Linked DNA regions of Anas platyrhynchos: region 1 is linked to region 2. Evidence: chromatin contacts called from public Hi-C data. All regions are on one chromosome and are shown on one strand. Each heading gives the region's core, a stretch centred on a gene start, on an enhancer-like site or on the middle of the called end of the contact. The rest is flanking DNA. Distances are from core to core; before and after follow the strand shown.

What was found. Hi-C and Micro-C count contacts between places; a contact is called where the count stands out from the background.
Region 1: a contact with region 2 is called in a Hi-C map of F5 follicle, with 2.3 times the contacts expected there. The contact joins the enhancer-like site here to the promoter of STC1 in region 2. A contact is called at or near these places in 3 of 8 Hi-C or Micro-C datasets (F5 follicle, small yellow follicle and subcutaneous adipose tissue).

Annotation. Positions count from the first base shown.
Region 1 is chr23:2,613,421-2,619,006 of IASCAAS_PekinDuck_T2T, forward strand. All of the region lies in intron 3 of DOCK5 (dedicator of cytokinesis 5), which reads left to right. Among named protein-coding and RNA genes, the nearest start is that of DOCK5, 15 kb to the left of the region's middle. Within about 2 kb of position 3,016, at least 3 of the 8 cell types and tissues checked have an H3K27ac peak or open chromatin away from gene starts, as enhancers often do. A contact at or near this core is called in F5 follicle, where this site is marked.
Region 2 is chr23:2,366,305-2,372,553 of IASCAAS_PekinDuck_T2T, forward strand. It overlaps STC1 (stanniocalcin 1), which reads right to left and starts at 1,300. Exons shown (of 4, transcript XM_038167028.2): 1 at 900-1,300. The coding sequence starts at 1,017.

The DNA.
Region 1 (5,586 bases), core at 1,766-4,265, 250 kb after region 2:
AGGCATTTAGGAGTGCTTGCTGCAGAGGAAGGACAAATACGTGAAAAGCAGCAAACCAAAATATTCTTTACACTCGCATTTATAGACAGACACATGCACATATTTGGAGGCTTTGTTTTGAAGCAGGAGGTATCTTTAGTGAATGTAGATCATTTATATTCTGGTGGGTTTAGCTTGAATGCTGCACAGCTCCATGCCTGCTTGTCTGAGGCAGCTTGCTCTGAGAAGGGTTAAGCTTTGTGTTTGTCGACAGCATTGCAGCAAAGGGGATGAAGTAAGCTTGAAGGGCAGAAACGCTGTACTGCATCTTTAACAGGGTGTGTCCCATCCATTGCTGCAGTCTCTGCTGCAGTGAGGTTTAAATTGGGCTCTGTCTGTCTCGTTAAGCCTCCTTACTTTATGATAATTGGAGATGGCGATCATATTCAGACACAGCGCTAGAATGGCTGCTGATCTGAAAGCGACAATCAGCCCACGAAGGGTGGGAAACTTTGGATAGCACAAATCCCCTGCCCAGTCACCCATTGCGTAGTCCAAAAAAAAAAACTTTTTAGTGATTTTGTGCTTTTAGTGAGTTAAAAGGCTCTGTTCCATATATAAAGGAGCTCGCCGGGGATTTTGGCACTCTGTAGCATCGTACTGTGTTAGTAACTTTGCAAAGTCATCGAACATGTTCTGCAGCAGCTGCTGAATATTGCTGAATCAATTTGGCACTGAGAAAAAGATTGTTAGGCTGCTGAATTTCCTTGAGATTTGTAAGTCCCTCAGACTCATTTTACATGCAATTATAAAAGACACTGTCTTTTCACAGGATTGACAAGCAGGTTTCAGAGGATTAAAAGGAGTGATTTTGAAATAAAATCCTCTGCCTTCATGACTGCAGTGCTAGCTGCACTGTGTGGGGCAGGTCCAACACCACTTGCGTAGTCATTGCGTGCTATAGTTATACAAAGCCTGCTGTGGTCTCCTGAGTGCTTGTTCCCTTTGTATTATAAACATCCATCTGTGACGAATGTCATATTTAAATCCTGTGAGTTTGTGTATTGCAAAGTTGGTAGATACTGTTCAGTTATTTTTATTTTGAAAAGGAGTCGTTTTCTTAGACTACCTTGTAATTCATTGCATCTGACATATGGTGCTGCTCCAAGAAGAGTGTTCACGTCACCAAATGTAGTTTCATGCTCAGATCTCATCCTTTCTAATTGAAATTTTGGTCCTTTGCATCTAAGACTTGTTCTACTAAACTGAAGCAGTGACAAATATTTTGTTAACCTAAATGAAGAGGTAATACTTAACCAGAACAAAACTATGATTTAGGCTATCCATTTAAAAGTAACTCCCATGTTCTTACACACTCATGCTACTAGCACATTTGTATGCAGGGGCTTCTGCAGAATATGTCGAGTCCACCAGCAACTAATCAGGCTTCCAGCTAATATTAAGGGCAGATTGCAAGATCAGCCTCTGTAATTATAAGATGGCAGACATAATTTCTGCTTGTCTGTGAAGTGTTCACTGTACTTCTGGCACTGAAAATGAGATAAGTTGTTCAATTTCCTCCCGTGTCATGAGAGTTCACTGTTCTAAGTCCTGCAGAGACTTCAGAGAAGATTGCAGGGAGCAGGGAGTGGATAGCATTTCACTTAAAATTATAGAGCACATATATTTTCAAAGAAAGTGCAGAGCCAGACTTCAGAGCTCATTGAGCAATGTTACCTCTGGAACAGCGCAGACCCTTTTAGATGACACTGTGCATCAACTACAGGAACAGTGAAATGCTGCTGATTCATCTCTATCTTTACTTTCCCTTATGTGAGCTCTAGTGCCACCAAGTGCCCGTCCCCTGGAAGAAAGCAGCCCAGCCTGATTGACGCAAACAACGTCCAAATGAGCTCTTTCAGGGAATGCAGTGATCTGCAGCAGGTGGGATCAGAGCTAAAATAATCTTTTCTGAAACAGAAATATGAGGGCTTGAAGTTGGGATTCTTCCAAAACCTTAAAACTCCTTGTAACCGAGCTCTTAATAGCAGATTTAGCAGTGTTCCCAGCTTAAATTTGTTGGCTGATAGAAATAATGGTTCGGTAGTTAATAGACTGGGTGTAGGTCCTACAGCACAGCTCACACCAAAAGAGTAGGACCAGCTGCTTTGTTTGTGATCAGTTGCTCACAAACCAGAGACTGAGCAGAATTGTGAAAGGCTGGCCTGAAAGCAGACGTGAGTGGGTTAGGCTGGGTTTTGCATGTAGGGAAAGAGCTGGAAAGAACCTTATTTATTCTGCTGGCCCCTGAAATGCAGTGACAGGTAAAGGAAAGGAGACACGATACTAATCTGAGATTGTGGCAGCCTTGAAGCAATGATAGAGGAGACAATAGATTGTACAAATGCATTCAGCTTATGTAATTTCAGAGAAGGAAGCTTGCCAAAATTGACGTAAATAGAAAGCCAGAACATTTTTAGGTGTATACTCTACTTGATTCTCAAGTGGACTCTGCCAGGACTCATTGTGCTGCTTTTTTTTTTTTATACCACTCAAGGTGATCCAGGTTTGTCCTGCATTCCTTCCTCTGTGTTGTAAGAAGGCAATAATGTTTTTTTTTAGAGCTCAGGTGATAAAAATTCTTACTGTTCTCTTCCTGCGTGTAGAACTTTTACTGGTTTACATCATTTCCAGCAGTCTGATATCAAGAGTTTAGTCCTTGATTCCTTTGGAACAAAGTTTAAAAGATTTTATACTGGCTAATTATGCTACTAGAGCAGTGCTGTTAATGAGGCTGGAATACATGTTCAAGAAATTAAACCTATTGCCCGAAATAGGAGCAGATATCCTTGAGCCTTTTGTACGAGATTTCCCTTTGGATGGGGGAGGCTGTAGCCTGGTGAAAAATTGTTCCCTACAGTGCATTTTGTAATCACCACTTGCATATGAACCTGACTGACTTCTTCCTAAAAGGGCAAAAGCTGGAAGGAGCCAAGTGGCAGATAAAGCTCTCTGAATTTTCATTCCCTATCTTAGAAGAAAGAATGCGGAGTCCCTTAGGCCAGGCAAGACCATTGTGTGCCTCACCAGGAGATCTGTCTGTTCCCTGCCGAGCTGAAACAAACATTTCCATGTTTATAGGGCTGGCGATGGCTTCATCAAATTGCAGATCAAGTCTGCTTCTGCTTTCCTTCCCTCAAACAATATATTGAACTGCTACCTCTGAATTAGTCATCCCATCTGGCACTCGCTGAAACCAAGGAGCTAAATCTCTAGGCAGAAGAGAGTGGAGCTGGTCCCTTAGCTGACGGATTTGTATTTTAACATGTGAGAAACCTTCAGAGGCCTGAGAGGTGTCACCCAAGGCAGCCGAGCGGGGCTGATGTGCAGCAGCTGAGAGCCAGCATGCCCATTTGCTTTCTAATGCAGCCTTTGGACAAGGAATTACAGATTGCACGTGAGCACACACAAGAAATGCTGTTAGGATAAAAGACCCCGTCCTTTTTGTGCAGTTTTTAATTCGTTATGCTGCAGCCTCGGTGTGTGCAGTTTGTATCTTCAGACTGAACTAATGTGCCAGGCTGTCACCTCTCTGTGGTCCTGCACGTGTTAATGAAAGAACGTGGGCCCGATCCTGGAGTCCTGCAGGGCTTAATCCTCCCCCGTGAAAGCTGGTGTTGGGTGAGATACTTTGTCTTGCTCGGATTAGTCTTGCTGTCAGTAAAACAATGCTGTAATTGTCTTCCTGCCTTTCTTGCGGTGCAGTTCCGATGAATAAATCAGTTTCTAGACCGCTGTGTTAGAGATAAGTACAATTTGGGCAGAGTGTTGGCAATCTGTGCCTTTTGGATTTCTATACTAAACTCACTAATTAAAATCCAGAAGAGTAGGAAGGCAGAGGGCTTTTTCTTACCCTCTACAGAGCGTTACCAGTTGCCAGCAAGTAATTTTATTTTCTTTTGCCCGGTTGGTTGCTTGAGCTCTGCTCCAGGCAGTGCGTGTGCTCCCAATGCCTGGCAACAGCGACCTGACGTCAGTCCCGGCACACTCCTGAGCAGCAGAAATAGCAGAAATAGTGCCTTGTCACCGTGCTCTCCTTGGGCTGAGCTGCATCACGCTGCTGCAGGGCTAGCCTGCCTTCATTTGCCTGCACAGAGCAATGCAGAAAGGCGCTTGGGGGGGAATTAGTGCTGCAGGGGGAGCGTGGTGCATGCTGAGGGTATAGGGCTGAGCACAGCGGTAGCTGTTTCCTACGGTAACAAGTGGCTCCTTGTTGGCTGATGGCAATTTCTGTGCACAGCAAAGTGGCAGAAGTGCTGCCTGCCGTGGTACAAAATAGTAATCCATGCAGGGCAGCGGTTCCCAGCCCCTGCAGGGCCCGTGGAGCAATGTGCTGCAGGGAGTCACCCCTCAGGCAGCTGGCCACAGCTAATCTCAGGGACTGCTGTTCTCTGGGACTCCCACAACTATTTAGAACATGAATGTTTTTGCCAGATGTATATACAGCATGCTCAAAGTAAAATGAGGGTGGTACAGGATAGAAGCCCACAGAATGTATCGTTGCATTGCTCTGAGGTTTGTCTTCAACATGAATTTACAAAGTTGAATGGACACTTAATCCCTGACAGAATTTTGCCCTGCCATGTTAGGCTTTGAAAAGTGCAGACGTTTTGAGTTGCAGTTTGTGTGTACATCTGCAGAGATCCTCATAGATCTTGATGCCACAAACGCCCTTCTTGTTTCACACAGTAAATACCGGGAGCATCACTGAATGACAGTTTTATCTCATGTTATTTCTTTGTGTTGGAGGAGGTCGTTTTTCACATAGAAGAGCATTAAATCGCTTCTTTGCTGTTGTTTGCTGCAGAAATGTTTGAGGCAGGTAAGGATAATAACAGGAAATAATTTTGCAGGGACCGAAATATGGCCTGCTAACTCTTAAGCTGTGCAAAATGCCCCCTCCTGAATTTACCTGGAGCTGTTTAATTTGCTTTTTTCCTGCTTCTGAGGAACCAGGCCGCTGGCCACAGGCATCACAAACCTGCTGGAGCCTTGCCACAGCCAGGTGCAGGGGGTTTGAGCACTCTGCAGGGAAGAGCAGTTTTCCATGCTGATCTTTTAGTGGCATCTAGCGTTTAATATTTGTAATAGCATCCTCGCACAAACATTTGGAACTGCAGTATCCTTGAGAATTTGCCTTGAGATTAAGCATTTGTTGATCTTTTTAAGGAGAATATCACTTATTTGAGGGCTGTAGGCTTAGACATTTTAAAATAAATGTTTTCCAGTGCTTTCCTTCTCCCTAAATCCGAGTGCTTTCATTTGATTTGGGTATTTAGCAAGTCTTTTCTTCAACTTCGATATATTTGTTTATAATTCTGACTCTTAGTGATTTTTCTAATCTCTCTCTCCCCATAGTTGAGATTCTTTTTCCCAACAGTTGTGATAGTTTTGGTTCTCTGAAGGGATGAAACAATCTCTTGGATTCTTTGCTAGAATTAACCTCACACTATGGGAGCATTGAGACAACGGAGGGGGCATCTGTGAATGGTGCTGGCAGGAAGTTTGTGTTTGGGCTCTGTACCCCTTGCGTGAGAGGGGAAGGGA
Region 2 (6,249 bases), core at 50-2,549:
CTATAGCAACCAAATACAAAAGGAAATTGAGCAAACACCCTAGTATAATGCTGCAGAGCCTTGCAGATCTAAAATAAGACATCTGTTAATGAGCTCCAAATTAGAGACCTAATATCTTTTCAGTATACTAGAAGACAGATTTTTAATTCCCATTGTTCAAGACAATGTGTGCAACTTATCTGAGCATCTATAGTGCACAAAGTAGAGACATCCAGTGCTGACTTGCCAGCAATTTTTTTATCTATTGTAAAAGCAAGTTTGCTAAATGTCACAAACGCATTTTTATGGTACCATCTAACTGATAGCAATCAGTTTTTGAAAATAAATGCTAGCAGTGGACAGTTTCTAGGTTACTGCATTCTTCAAAGTCGCGTATCTCTCTCCCCTTCTTTGAATAGGCAGATGTTTGGCAGAACAATGGTTCAGTCAAATTTCCACGGATTTTATCAACTTCCTAAAAAGCAAGGAATTTAACACCAAAGTATAATTGCCATGGGAGAAGAGAGAGATACATGCAAGCAGGAGGGGGGAAAAAGTACATGGAACTCATTTAGGAGATGGGGGAGGAGGAGGGAGAATGGATTACATCCTGCAAGCAGATCACACACCGGTTCCTTGACCCAGCTCCTGAAAGAAGAAGCTTTCTTCTCTGGCTATGCACCAATATCCTCCTGAACCAGTCCCTGAAATTAATACTTGCTCCTACCAGGCATTAAGTTTATAAGAGGAAAAAAAAGGAAGAAAAAAAAAAAAAGGAAGAAAAAAAAAAAAAAAGGGAAGAAAAAAAAAAAAAAAGGAGGAGGGAGGGGGGAGGAAAAAGGAAAAATGAGCAGCAGAGATATCTGAGACAGTTGCACACATCGGGGCTGAGGCTCAGAGCCCTCTTTGCCGGCTGTTACCTGAGTTCTGGGCTGCAACCCTGGGTTTCCTGGGGCTCACAGAGTCATTCTGCTCAGCTTCGTAGGATGCGGACGCACTGATCACCAGCAGCAGCAGCAAACCAGACTTTAGGAGCATTCTCTGACAAGTTTCCGCTAAGTGTGGTTTTTTGGCTTTTTTTTTTTTTTTTTGGTCTATGTGTGTGTGTGTGTGCGTGCGTGCGCGTCTCCTCTTCCACTTCGGCTTGAGCAAAGACGTGGAGCTGGATGTGCTGCCAAGGAGAGCGAGAGGAGTACGCCCGCTTGGGGACCACCGCCCGCTCTGCTTGGCCCCTCTGGCTCCTGCTCGCTGGGGACCAGGAGCAGCGCCGAGGGCTTTTATAGCTTTTATAGCCGCCCTTATCGGTCCCCCGCGGGCTGCCGAGCCAATCGCGAGGCGTTGGGCAGAGCCAATGGCAGACTGGACTCATTCAAGCCTCAGAAAACTGCAACTTCACAGGAAGAATATTTTCCAGCCAATTAAAAGTACCTGCCAAACAACAATCGCCCAAAAGTTAATCGTCGGCGAGGCGGTGGGAAAGGGAAAGAGGAGGAGGAGGAGGGGGGGGGGGACTTCCTACGGTTAATTGAGCTCAAGGAAATGACAGGGCAGTCCTAAATCTTTCCCCCCTCCCAAAATGATAATAATAATAATAATAAAAAAAATAAAATCACCTGCCCTTTTAAGAAAGGCTATTTTCCCATCTGGTTAGCGGTGATCCCAGGGTTAGGGCTGCTTGGCAGGGGTTTTTCCAGGCGGTGCATCCGATGGGGGCTCTCTGCAGCCTCGCTGCCCCGCACCTGAGCGCAGCCCCCAAAGGACATCCCCGCCTGTGTGCCGGCAGCAGGCATCACCCAGCGCCTGCCAGAGCGTGTGCTCGGCCCCAAACCCGCACACATACACACTGCTCCTCACGTAGGCACATGCAAATACCCCAAACCCTTCTTCCTCGCGCGCAGCATTCCTCGCCTTCCCCTCTCTTGCACAATTATGGTAATAAAATCACGCGTTCGTACCTCCGACCTCAGCACAGGCTTGCTCTTACTGCTCCGGAGTGAAGCTCGAGGAAGAATTTTTAGGTGTTTGGTGGTTTTCCTCTCCCCCCCTCCAGCTCAATTCTGCTTTTTTTTTTTAGATTTCATAACGGGAGGAGGCACCCTAATGCCTGATTTAGTCCTCATTTTAATAGGCACATAATGAGGATTAACACACTACAGAACTGATTATCCTGTATAGCAGAGACAATTTAAGGCTCTGAGTATTTAAGGGATGAAAGTATAAGCAGTGGTATTAAGGCTTAGGGCTGAAATGAAATTGGGAAGGTGCACGGAGGAAGAAGATTTACAGACAAAAAAAAAGTTACAAATTCCTGCAGCTTAGGATAAGTCAAGGGATTTAGGTATCAACTATTACTGATCGGGGATGAGATGGCTTCTTCTGCATCTTGAGTGTGCTTGGTTCTCACTCAGCCATCCCCACGATCTTTTCTGTTGGAGAAAAAAAAAGATTCTCATCTCCGTGGTGCCAGGCAAGGAAACGCAGCCCGAGCAGATTCATAAATACATCCGTGGACACAAGTTGTGTTCGGCTCGGATGAGCCGATTCTACAAATCTGCATTAAGTGGAAGCGCAAAAAAAACCCTCATCTCGTGGGCATTCATTCAGCTTTATGGGTGGCTAATTTTAAAAGTCAATAAGGAAGCAATTTAAAGAAAAACAGAAGTAGCCTCTTCCTTAGCAGGGCTCCAGAAGCAGTGCCCGCTGCTTTACCTCGTTCCTGTCCTTTTTTTTGCCTAGGTTTGACAGCTCTGACCGTGACAACGGGACTGCTCTGGTTTCTTGCCCCATCCCTGGGCTGTGATTTCTTCTGAGAGGGAGCTGACAGCTCGGTTTGGGCTGTGCAGCCCTGTCCGTGTTGGCATATTTGGTGTCAGCTTCAATTGGAATAGGAGCAGGAGCGAGGTTGTACTCCTGCCTTGGGGTCAAAATAACAGCTGTGCCAGATGTTCCAAGAACACTCAAAAAGCACTGAAACAGAAGGGTTTCGGGTTTCGTCTCAGTTTTGTGACACTGAGCCAATTTAATTAAATAAAAAAAAAAAAAAAGAAGAAGAAAAAAAAAAAAAACAGCCCTGCAAAAGCACTGTGGTTTCTCTACTTAATAGGACCAGTCCAGTTTGCAAGTGAGAATAATCCCATAGGGTTTGATTCTGATTAAATCAAAAGCAACTCTGGCATTGACTTCAATGGGGGATGAATCACCATTCTATCTAAGTCCTGTTTGGAGTGGAAGCATTGCATTTTCCACAAAATTGAATTTCAAACTCAAAGCCCAAATCCTCCACCCCTTCCCCCCCAAGGTGAACATTCCTACTTGTCTTTCTGAATGCTTCAATCTGAACCGAAATAGTTTGCAAAACAAAACAGGTTGTCCTGGCCCTCTGAGCACGTATACATCCTGATCTGAGTCCAAGTGCAAGGAAAAATTAGAAGGTAGCAAGTAGTTCCTATAGATACCAAAATCCTTCCAGCACATTTTCTGTTCTTCCTCCTAGCATTAATCCGGGGCTGATTGACTCTATTAGGGCCATGCATGGTAGCTGGAGTGTTTGTACCTGCTGTAGGTTTTTTTTAAAGCAACCGGTTCTGATTGTGAACTGCAATAAAAGAAGATTAACTGTAAGATGAGGATCAGGTTGGTAATGGGAACAGGCACTACCCCACAGTGTGATACACTGGCTCAGGACACGTGCAAACATTACAGTATCAGAAAAAGCATTATCAAGTCTCCACAAAGCCCCCGGGAAGGCAGCAGCTTTATTAACTGCTTTCAGAAATTTGGAAAATGAATTTGAGAGCAGAGAACCCACACGGAGCTGCTGTCAAATTTGGCGGCGGACTTGTACCAGCACATTTACAGGCGAGGTATTTGTGTCCTTTTGTACCGGAGTGTATTTGCATTAGCTATTTTGTATATTGAAGGCAACAAGTACTGAAAAATCCCCCTGTAACTCCCATTCTACTCTCACCGTGTGATGACAGAGGGGCTTGGCTTCTCTCTTGTACTCAGGCTTTTAAGGGAAGAAGAAATAACCAGCCCAGGAGTCCTAAAACTCCTCAAATATTGATGGTTTTCTCATTCCAGGGTCACATCTCCAGGACTCTTGCTAGAAGGTCTAGGGGCACAAGAAGAATACCCACTATGGAATAAGATGTTCCCTAAAAATCTTCATTCCTCCTGTTCTCAGTGAATAGCTGGCCTGGACCTGTGAGATATCACCAGGAGAGAAAAGAAGCCCCCAGATTAAAAAAATAAAATAAAATAAAATAAAATAAAATAAAATAAAATAAAATAAAATAAAATAAAATAAAATAAAATAAAATAAAATAAAATAAAATAAAATAAAATAAAATAAAAGCAGGTCCTACTATTCATTGCTAAAGGCTCAGCATAACCTGCTGGAGGGATTTTCTCCTTAGCCTCCTTGTCAGGTTAAATGCTGCCCTGAAGTAGAAGGGTTTCTGTCCCAAACCTTTGTTATTTGGCTGATACATGTAAAGGGGAAAAAAAAAAAAGACTAAAAGAAAAAAAGGCACTGCTAGCCCTCAGTGACCCAGCCTCTTCTCGCTGTTTCCATTCAAGGGCTCCTATTAAACTGAACAGCACACACCATTGTGCCTCTGCGAGCCTATTCCCAAGGTGTTAAGATTTTCGCCCAACCTCGCGAAGAAATAGAGGGGGGAGAGAGGAGGAAGCGAAGCAGGGAAATAAAGGAGGGGAACCCAAAGTCAATAACCCTCCCTCTCCGCGCTCAGCTGCTCCCTGCCTGGAAGCTGCTGGCAGGGCAGGGCCCCCCCTGTTTGCCATTGTGTAACCCAACCCCTGTCCCCCCCCCCTGTCCCCGGCACGGGACCCCCTCCATCCGCTGCGCTCCGGAGGGACGTGAGCGACGGCGTCACCTCGGGTGTTAGCCACGCTCCGCCGCGTCGTCCCCGCACGTCTGCTCCTCCCCGCCAAAGGCTTGCCGACACTTTGGCACACACGTACGCAGCCACCCCACCCTTTCCTCGCGGCTCGCTGCAGCTGGCTCGGCCGAGGAGCACCAGGGCTGGATGCAGGGAGCCGCGATTTGGAGCTTCGTGCGGAGACGAGCCCGCGGCCGGCACACGGGGCAGAGCGCCGAACCGCATGGGATGTACCGAGCGCCTTGCGAGGATGAAACCCGTGCCGTCTCGAGGCCTTGACGGCTCGCCAGCCACCCGTGCACATCCCGCTGGACCAGCTCCTCGGCAGGTGCACATTAGTATAACCGCCGAATTCAATATTCGCCATTATTCCGATGCGTCACCACACGCTGTCTGGATGCGATATTCCCCGGCGTGGGGTTATAAACCAGGAGTAGCTTCAATTACACTGACAGTATAAAAGCAAAGCAAGGGAGAGGCTAAGCAGAACCTTTTAATTTGCTTAGCCCAAATGAATAACCCCGGCTGCACCGGAGTAAGTGATGTCAGAACTTGTTCCAAGAGGCAGGATCCAATTTGAGTTACCTGGGTGTCTGCCCCAACAAAGCCACTTGGAGCCGTCTCCAGGCTTTGGCCTTCGCTCCACAAACCTGGCAATGGGAAGAACAAAAAGAAAAAAAAACTTGCTCAAAATTTTCCTATTAAACAAAGGGATTTAATACCTCCGGTTTATATGCAAAAAGTCAGGATAGGCTTAATTGTGTCGTGACCGCTGTTTGTTTAAGGTGCGATTGTTTAATGCCCAACACAAGGCTGCAGCTATTGTCTTCTGCTGCCTTCGAGTTAATTGCAGACATAAATGAGACCAAGTTAAAGGTCTGCTCATGTTACTGCACTACATGATTTATTCACTTTGCACAATTTGATTTTTTTTTTTTTTTTTTAATAAAAGCATTAAGTATTTTAGTGTATTTCTGCTCGGCTTGTTCCGTATCTTGTAAATGCAACGCATGACGAAAAGCGATTATTAATAATAACCCGGCATTACTTGTAATCCCGTGCTCTAAATCCTGACTGCCTGCTTCAATGGGATTTTGATTAAGCCCAAATGTGCATCACGTACCGGAGACATAAAGAACTTTCAGCACTCAATTTGTGGTGCCTTGCCCCGGTCTTCTCGGTGAAAAAAAACCCTCTGTGGAAGGTAAAACCAGCCCTTTGAAGGCTTTGCTGTGGCAGGCTGACAGCTTTACTCCGCTCTAACCAACCACCGATTATCACCGGCTTGGACTGGATTTGTACCTGGAACTCAGAGCCAGGGTTATTTTAATCCTCCCAGCCAGCAGGTAGATGTGCTAGTCCCGGT